Regions from separate parts of the Mus musculus genome. Here region 1 is linked to region 2. The links are chromatin contacts, called in public HiChIP or PLAC-seq maps. All regions are on one chromosome and are shown on one strand. Each heading gives the region's core, a stretch centred on a gene start, on an enhancer-like site or on the middle of the called end of the contact. The rest is flanking DNA. Distances are from core to core; before and after follow the strand shown.

What was found. HiChIP or PLAC-seq counts read pairs in DNA pulled down with a chosen protein or histone mark.
Region 1: a contact with region 2 is called in an H3K27ac HiChIP or PLAC-seq map of embryonic stem cells, with 8 read pairs. The contact joins the promoter of Epm2a here to the enhancer-like site in region 2. A contact is called at or near these places in 2 of 39 promoter capture datasets (fetal liver and hematopoietic stem and progenitor cells), 9 of 484 Hi-C or Micro-C datasets (the Ba/F3 cell line, the G1E-ER4 cell line, LSK cells and 5 more), 5 of 115 datasets of contacts at active chromatin or transcription factors (bone marrow-derived macrophages, embryonic stem cells and microglia) and 3 of 9 other capture datasets (adipose tissue, liver and pancreatic islet).

The regions. Positions count from the first base shown.
Region 1 is chr10:11,341,012-11,345,200 of GRCm38.p6, reverse strand. Epm2a (epilepsy, progressive myoclonic epilepsy, type 2 gene alpha) reads right to left here and starts at 1,756. Exons shown (of 4, transcript NM_010146.2): 1 at 1,433-1,756. The coding sequence starts at 1,730.
Region 2 is chr10:11,261,388-11,265,762 of GRCm38.p6, reverse strand. No RefSeq gene overlaps it. Among named protein-coding and RNA genes, the nearest start is that of Fbxo30, 18 kb to the left of the region's middle. Within about 2 kb of position 1,747, at least 6 of the 459 cell types and tissues checked have an H3K27ac peak or open chromatin away from gene starts, as enhancers often do. A contact at or near this core is called in embryonic stem cells, where this site is marked.

The DNA.
Region 1 (4,189 bases), core at 507-3,006, 79 kb before region 2:
AACCCAACCATCAGCACTTTGGGGGTATTAGAAACGCTGATAAAGGAGGAGACCTGGAAATGGGTGCTCTAGTACACCACGCACCGTTATTAAAATTATCAGATGTAATTTTACTGTGGAAAAAGGACACAGTGACATTAGTAGAAATGCACTGCAAAGGGAGGACAGCCAAAGGCAGGCAGCTCTCACATCTGACATAATGAAGTGCTAGCTGACCATCAAACCCAAGAGTGGCCAAAAAGACCAGCAAAGGGAATAAACAGATCCCAGTAAACCACGTGCTTTTCTTGGGTCTCGTTTTTTTGTTATTCTGCATTCTTGTTTTCCACAAGAACTGGCTAATGGCCTGGTTGTCTGCCCATACGAATTTCTCAAGAAGCATTCATTCCCTCCACGGGACTCTGAGAACCACTGAGCCACACACGTTCAGTTTGCCACCACGCCCATTGCCTTCACAGAAAAGGCTGTCTCGATCCACCCAGCGTGGTCGGTGGACACGCTGCTACGGATTTTTCAACACATTCCTTACTGAAACGTAAAGTGGCGACATTTTGGCTTGTCCAAATCCATTGTACAGAAACATTTCCAAATGCTAGAAAGAAAACCGCACTTGGATTCCAATCCAAGAATCTCGAAAACCAAAAGGAACCTTAATGCACAGTAACAGCTGCACAGTATTTTTTTTTTTCACTTAAAAAGTAAAACACACCTGTATGCAAATAAGTCTGAGCTATATTAATATTGTTAAAGAAAAAATAAATACTCAAAATTATATATTGTACAATATTTGTTCAAACAGTTACACACACACGCGCGCATGCAGGCAATATGTTTAGGTTTTGTATGGTGGAAATGCTGCTTTCAATCATATATTCTTATTATAATATTTTTGTGGAACAAGTTCTCACTTTGTAGCCTTGGCTGGCTGGGAACTCCCAGCAATCCTCCTGCCTCAACCTCCCAAGTACTGAGATTACAGATTTGTGCTATCACAAGTGGCTATTTACTTTTATTATTTCTTTACAACCGATATTACTCTTTACATATTTTAAGAAATCAAGTCATGTCTCAATTGTCTTCTATCGCGGTGACCTGACTTTGGGGGAGGAGCTTGCTATTTCCCACGATTCGGTCTCAAAAATCTAAGGGAAAATTCCCTCCAGCAAGCGGCCCCTTGTAGTGTGGGGTGGGCCACTTCGGAGTGGATTAGAGAGAGGCCTAAGGCAGGAGACCCTCGGAACTGGGTCTTGATCCGGACCAGGGCATCGCTGTGCAACCGGGTAGGGTCAAGATGGTGGGCGAGCGGTGGCCAACAGTTAAGTGCACGGGGAGCTGCGGGGGCGCGCGAGCTGCGGGCTGCGCGCCCCCGAGGCCGCGGCCGGGGTGCACGGGGAGCTGCGGGGTGCGGGCCTCGGGCCGGGGAGCGCAGTACCTTCCCAGTGCAGCTCGCCTCCAGGCTCGCGCTGCAGGAACTTGTACCAGAACGTGTCAACGCGGCCCGGCTCCGCCCCGCCGGCCTCCTCGTACGCCTCCAGCTCCACCTCGGCGAGCCACAGGCCGGGCTCCTGCAGCGCCAGCGCAGCGGCGCCCGCCGCGGTACCCGCGGGCCTGAGACGCACGGCGCCGTGCGGCTCCCAGCGCCCTAACTCGGGCCGCGAGCCGGCGAGCAGCAGCTCCTGCCGAGCGCCGGCCACCGCGGGCGGCACCACCACGCCGAAGCGGAAGAGCATGGCGGTGGCCCGAGTCCTGGGAGCCTGGCGAGCGGCAGCGGCGGCGGCGCGAGCTCCGGGGCGGCGCGAGACGTGCAGCGCCGCGCGTTTGTGGCCCGGTCACGCGGCCGTGGGATCAGGGTTCCCAGGCGCCGTGGAGCTGCAGCCGCAGGAAGCGGGCATTCGGGGCTCGCGAGAGGCTGAGACCCACACTGGACCTAGGAGGGAGGAAAACGACACCCCGACATTGTCCTGTCGTCTTCCCAGAGATCTGAAATCACTTTTACTAAGTCAACAAAGGAAGAAAGAGTTGTCTAGCCTGAACCTCCAGCCTCAGTGAAGTTGCCGATCCAAGATTTACCTGTAACCCTCATTCAAGCACCCCAACATTTAGTCCTTATGGGCCTCTGATTATAACGTGGGAATAATACATATGAATAATGTTCTTTAGAGACCCTCCACTCAATACACAAAAACCCAGCGTTCATCAAACACACAAAATACTTTCCCTTGCCTAAAGGGACTAAAGAGAAAAACAAAATTTCAGCCTCCTCTTTTTAGCGTGTATAAGTTGATCTCAAGATCAAAAAAAAGAGAAAACCTTGTTTGTGAGATGACAAAGTTTAGAAACAAGGTCTCACTGTGGAAATCAGACTGGCCACAAACTCTTGAGATTCTCCTGCCTCTGCTCCTTGGATTACAAACCTGCATCACCAGTGCCCAGCTACTGTGTGTGTGTATGTGTGTGTGTGTGCGTGTGTGTGTGTGTGTGTGTGATAAAAACCTATTTAAATTTTCTTCTTGGGGAAAAAAAACAGAAAAATAAATAAAAGTTGCTTCTTGCAAATATTAGCACTTTAGGTCAAGAAACAACTGTGTCATTATTTGGCCTCTGGGAGCAGAGGAGGCTGCTTCAACTTGTTATTAATATGAATAAAGAAATGTCTGGAGTGGCTGGGGTTCGTTCTGGTCAGTGCGAGCCCCAGGCCACCTTGGGCACGAACTCCGCAGACCTTCCCAAGGTCCCCAGAGAACTCTCCATGATGCAGGTGCCCTAGCACACCCAGGATCTTAGGATCACTGAGGAGAGTCAGCAACCAGAGAGGGCCCTGACCCCATGACTCGAAGGTGAGAAAGCCAACTTGTATCCCTGGTATCTCAGAGACCAGTCTGAGCAGGAAAACAGGAGGGCCTCAAAAGCAACAGAGCTTCTTAGACAGGGCCCCTTCATGCCTCATCCTTAGCCAGGAGGCAGAGCTGAACTCCAGACCTCTGTGCATCTTCCCTGCAAGAGAAAAGCTTGCTTGCAGAGTGCTCTAACCTCAGGAGAAGAGTTGGACTCCCAGGAGTGCTGACAGAGGCTAACAGAATCACAGGAGGAAAAAACTCCAGCAAGACACAGCTAGAACATCTAACACCAGAGATTATCAGATGGCGAAAGACAAACATAAGAATCTTACTAACAGAAACAAGAACACTTGGCATCATCAGAACCCAGTACTCCCACCACAGCAAGTCCTGGATACCCCAACACATGCGAAAACAAGATTCAGATTTAAAATCATATCTCATGATGCTGGTAGAGGATTTTAAGAAGGGCCTTAATAACTCACTTAAAGAAATACAAGAGTACACTGCTAAACAGGTAGAAGTCCTTAAAGAGGAAGCACAAAAATCCCTGAAAAAAATACAGGAAAACACTGCTAAACAGGTCCTTAAACAGGAAACACAAAAATCCCTTAAAGAATTACAGGAAAACACAACCAAACAGTGATGGAACTGAACAAAACTATTCAAGATCTAAAAATAGAAGTAGAAACAATGAAGAAAACCCAAAGGGAGACAACTCTAGAGATAGAAATTCTAGAAAAGAAATCAAGAACCATCAGCAACAGAATACAAGAGATGGAAGAGAGACTCACAGGTGCAGAAGATTCCATAGAAAACATAGACACAACAATCAAAGAAAATGCAAAAAGATCCTAACTCAAAACATCCACGAAATCCAGGACACAAAGAGAAGACCAAACCTAAGGATAAGAGGTATAGATGAGAATGAAGATTTTCAACTTAAAAGGGCCAGTAAATATCTTCAACAAAATTATAGAAGAAAACTTCCCTGACCTAAAGAAATAGATGTCCATGAACAAGAAGCCTACAGAACTCCAAATATGTAGCCTCCCTCAAGCCTGAAGCAGGCTGAGCCAGAACTTGACCTTGCTGCCACTAAGGAGATTATCTAGGGTGGAGCCTTCTTCCCTAGATCACTCTATTGTTGAGCCACTGTCACTGTTCCTCTTCAAGATACTGCTACTTGCTGAGAGGCCCCCCTATCCTGCCCTATCCTGCACATCATCACCTGCAGCTGGTTCCAGGCTCCAAGGATGAATTGGCAGAAATGGACTTTCTCCCCTCCTTTATAAAGCGTGTCCGCCATTAAACATTTGAACCTTGAGCAGACTAGCATGTCTTGGTTCCAT
Region 2 (4,375 bases), core at 498-2,997:
CCCAAGGCAAATTATCTCAATATAAATAATAGACTTCTCATGTGAATTGAGATAATTTAGTCACAAAACTACCAACAGACATAAAAATGTATTGGGAATAGTAAACTAATTTCCATTCCTAAGTGGAATCAATAAATTATTAGTAAGAAAATATAGTAGTTATACTATTTATATGCATGTTGTCTTGACGTAGCAATCAGTAAGGAAAGTATCTTTCCATAAAATAGCTTAAATTATTGACTTATGAATAAACTAATAGTAATATCCCTAGATTAATATAAATAATCCTCAAATTCAAGTTCATTTTGATGTACAATCAATACTATAGAGCTTTAGATTAATGAATGATTTATTTAAAAATAAAAACATAGGTCCTAGGCATTTCTTTTGGGATTTACTGGCCATTGGCCTACTGGACATAGGCTTCTCAAAAGTAAGCTATAATAAATTAAAATGAGCGCATGTTTATATGTGTCCACTAGGATATTTTCTTTGATAAGTATCTCTTCAAATCATCTGTATAACATGGACTGGATTGTTCTTGAGTTTCTGGTTTTTATGAGTTTTTTTGTCATTGAGTATGAGGCTTTCTATCTCCAGGGTTGTCTCCTTTGGTGATTTCTTTATTGTTTCTATTTCCATTTTTAGATCCTGGATGGTTTTGTTCAGTTCTTTCACCTGTTTAATTGTGTTTTCCTATAATTCTTTAAGGGATTTTTGTGTTTCCTCGTGAAGGGCTTCTACCTGTCTACCTGTGTTCTTCTGTATTTGTGTAAGGGAGCTATTTATGTCCTTCTTAAAGTCCTTTGTCATTGTCATGAGATGTGATTTTTAAATCCAGATCTTGCTTTTGCAGTGTGTTGGGGTATACAGGAGTAGGAGAATTGGGTTCTGATGATGCCAAGTAACCTTGGTTTCTGTTGCTTTTCTTGTGGTTGTCTCTCACCATCTGGCTATCTCTAGTGCTACCTGCCCTTGCTGTCTCTGACTGGAGCCTGTCCTTCCTGTGATCCTGGTTGTGTCAGAACTCCTCAGAGTCCAGCTGTCTCTGTAATCCTGTGATTCTAGGATCCTGTGATTCTAAGATCCTGGGTGTGTCAGGGCTCCTGGGAGTCTAAGCTGCCCCTGAGATCCTGAAATCCTAGTTGACCAAGCGCCTGAGATTCTGTTGTGTCAGAGCTCCTGGGTGCCAATCTTTCTCTGGGTGTTGGAGGAATGGGTCGGTGAGCCAGAGCCCTGGGTTTGCAACAGGCACAGGTAGGTGTAAGTTGTGTAGGGGTTTGTGTTTCCCTGGTTAAGGTGTGCTAATGAGGGCCGGACAGTCAATGACGAGCACCCAGATCTCGGAACCATACCAATCTAAGACAGAGGTACATGTCAAAAGGCTGTGGCTGTTGATAGCACACCACAGAGCCATGTTTTGTGTGAAATATTACAAAAACTAGCTGCATGTAACCTCCAAGATGGAATTGGATGGTTCAGGAAGATCTAAGATTTCCTAAGACAGACGCATCCGCCAGCCACCATAACTCCCAGGCAGGACTATAGAGCATAAATAAATTTTATGCCTCAGCCCAGTTTTTTTTTTTAATATTAATAACAGGGAGGAAATTGTAACCTCCCTCCAGCCTGAAGCAGGCTGAACCAGACCTTGACCTTGCTGCCACTAAGGAGATTACCTAGGGTGGAGCCTTCTTCCCTAGATCACTCTATTGTTTAGCCACCACAGCTGTTCCTCTTCAAGATACTGCTTCCTGCTGGGAGGCCTCTGAGCTATTCTGGAGACTATACCCTAAGTCACTTGCAGCTGGTTCCAGGCTCCAAGGATGAATTGGCGGGAATGGGCCTCCCCCACTTTATAAGCACATTTGCCATTAAACATTTGAACTTTGATCAGTAATCTTGACTTAGCTCCATTTTTCTCTCCACCGCCTAGTTTCCCCTGTCTTTTTAGTCCCAGCTTACCTCCCAGGTGTACCCCGTTTCTTGTGAGCCGCAGGCTGGCCTCCAACACCTGGTTCCTGTGAGGGTCCCAGTCACTCTGGGTATTGGGAAATATGTTGTGGCCTCAACTGTGATCTTGAGTGTGTCAGAGCTCGAGTGATCTTGGGTGTGTCTGATCTCCTGGAAGTGGAGCTTCCTCTGTGATCCTGTGTGTGTCAGAGCACCTAGGAGTCAGGCTCCCTCTGGGTGTTGGAGGAGTGGGTGCAGAGCCCCAGGTCTGATCTGGGTTCAGGTTCAAACTGGAAGAACAAGGCTTTCTTACTGAGACACATTCATCAAAGTCCACTCTGGGAAACCAATACATTGATTGGGCTTACAAACAAAGGACAGGTAAGGGGTTACCTGCAGGCATGAGTCTTCTCCCATGAAAGACCACACAGGAAAATTTTTACATAGCAGGGACCCTGGCTTTCTCATAGTTACATATATGGATACCACCACCCAACATTCCCTGGACTACATACTCTAACCTCTCCCTGAGGCCACATTCAATTAAGGAAGAATTACGTACAACAAGTAGTATGGAATGGCTGGATATTATTGTGAGGGTTCTATGATCCTTCCTGCCTCTCCTCCTATGAGGAAATGTCAGCAGTCAAAAAGTGCTGTTAGGATATTGGGCAAAATTGGACTCTTAAAGAATGCTGTTTGGCCTGGAGGGATGATCATGTGCAAAACCAGGAACAATGGATTTCTGGCAGTAACTTACTTAGATATGCATGAAACAATTTTATCATCATATTGTAGCAAACTAAATTTGTTACATTAATTATTAGTTCCTCTTGAAAGTGGTTAACTATTTCAAAATTCAGTGTATTATGTCACCTTGTTCACTGATACTGATATGTACATGAAAAATAGCTTCTTTTGATGGAGTTTGGGTGTTTGCTACATCTACTCCAGTAGTGGCTCAAGTGAATGGCCTAGAAACCTGGAGGCAGTCCTGAGGCGAAGAAGAGTTTCACAGAAACTTAGCCTCCTGAAACCTTGGCATTCTCATAGCACATATATTCCAAGCCTGTCCCCACGTTAGTCTGGTGTATGGATCTGTGTGCTCTCAGTATTGTTTTATTATAAGTGCCTTTAAGGATTGATTTTGACATATAGCTAAGTTAGATTAAGCCTCCACCAATGTTCCAATGTCCCAGGAAGTCCTTGAGCCGACCCTGAGCTTGGAATGCAGTAAGAATGTTACCTATTCAGTAACATTCAAATTTACCCTAGTAGAGACAGTGAAAATAATCAGGCATTACAAAGAACAGAGCTAGAAAAGCTCAGGGCTAGTCTACATAGTAATTACTTAGAACAATAGCCGAGTCACACCTATACACAATGGCCTAGGAAATAGGTGGGTTGTGGTTTCATGAAAAGGTTAGTAGAACAGAATTCCCCTGGTGCAGGTTTTTCACTAGGCCCACAGGAATAGCATAACCAGGTATTTACTAAAGGACCCCTGGTGGTGGGTTTAACAATAGACTAGCAATGCATCAGAGCATTCACCTGGCTGATCTTAATTAAGGGTTGTTCCTATTCTCAGTTGTAAACATGGCCTGGCTCCTGCTATCTTTTTATGTATGCATTTTCTTTGTTTTGTGTAAAGAACCAGTGTACCTTGGCAGATGTATTCGCCTAGCTTTCTTGTTTTTCTTCTGTATTATAAGACTGATGCTCGCTTTGAGAAAATACATCCAGATACATACTCTTTCTATGTCAGTGTCTGTCACCCATCAGTGCCAACTCCTTGCTTGCCTGTAACCGGAAAACCGGGTTTTCCTGTGGATCGAGGACCTGACTGAGGTCCATCTGCAGCAGGTGTTCCTGTGTATTTTGGGAAATATTTTTCTGTTGATACAGACATTCAGGTACATTGCCTTGTAATTTTTATATCAACTGAAATTATTGATAGTTTTTTAATATGGAAATATTGAGTGTTTTTTGGCCATTATATTTTAAGGATGGAAATTCTTTCACTCATTTCTACAAGGGAGTAGAGTAGTTTCCTGGAAGTGTATCACACTTTGCATTTCACATAGTATCCTATCCCTAGCACTTCTCTACAAGAATCATATAATTATTTCCTTAGTTGGCAAAGTAGCTAGTTGCTAACCAGTGAGTACATTCTTAACTTCTGTGTCATTTAAATATGCCATTAAGCTTGTCTGATGACTAGCTTTCTGCTGTCCTATGCATCATCCTGTGGAATTCACATCCCTGTGATGTGATATGAAATATATTCTATGGAGTATAGCAACTTCTATGAAATATGAAATATGTTACCCTTTTTCTTCTGATGCTAGTTTAAATAGAATTATTTGAGACTGGTTTGTTTTTATTTTTATGGCTACCATAAATTGTGTTAGCCAACAGATTA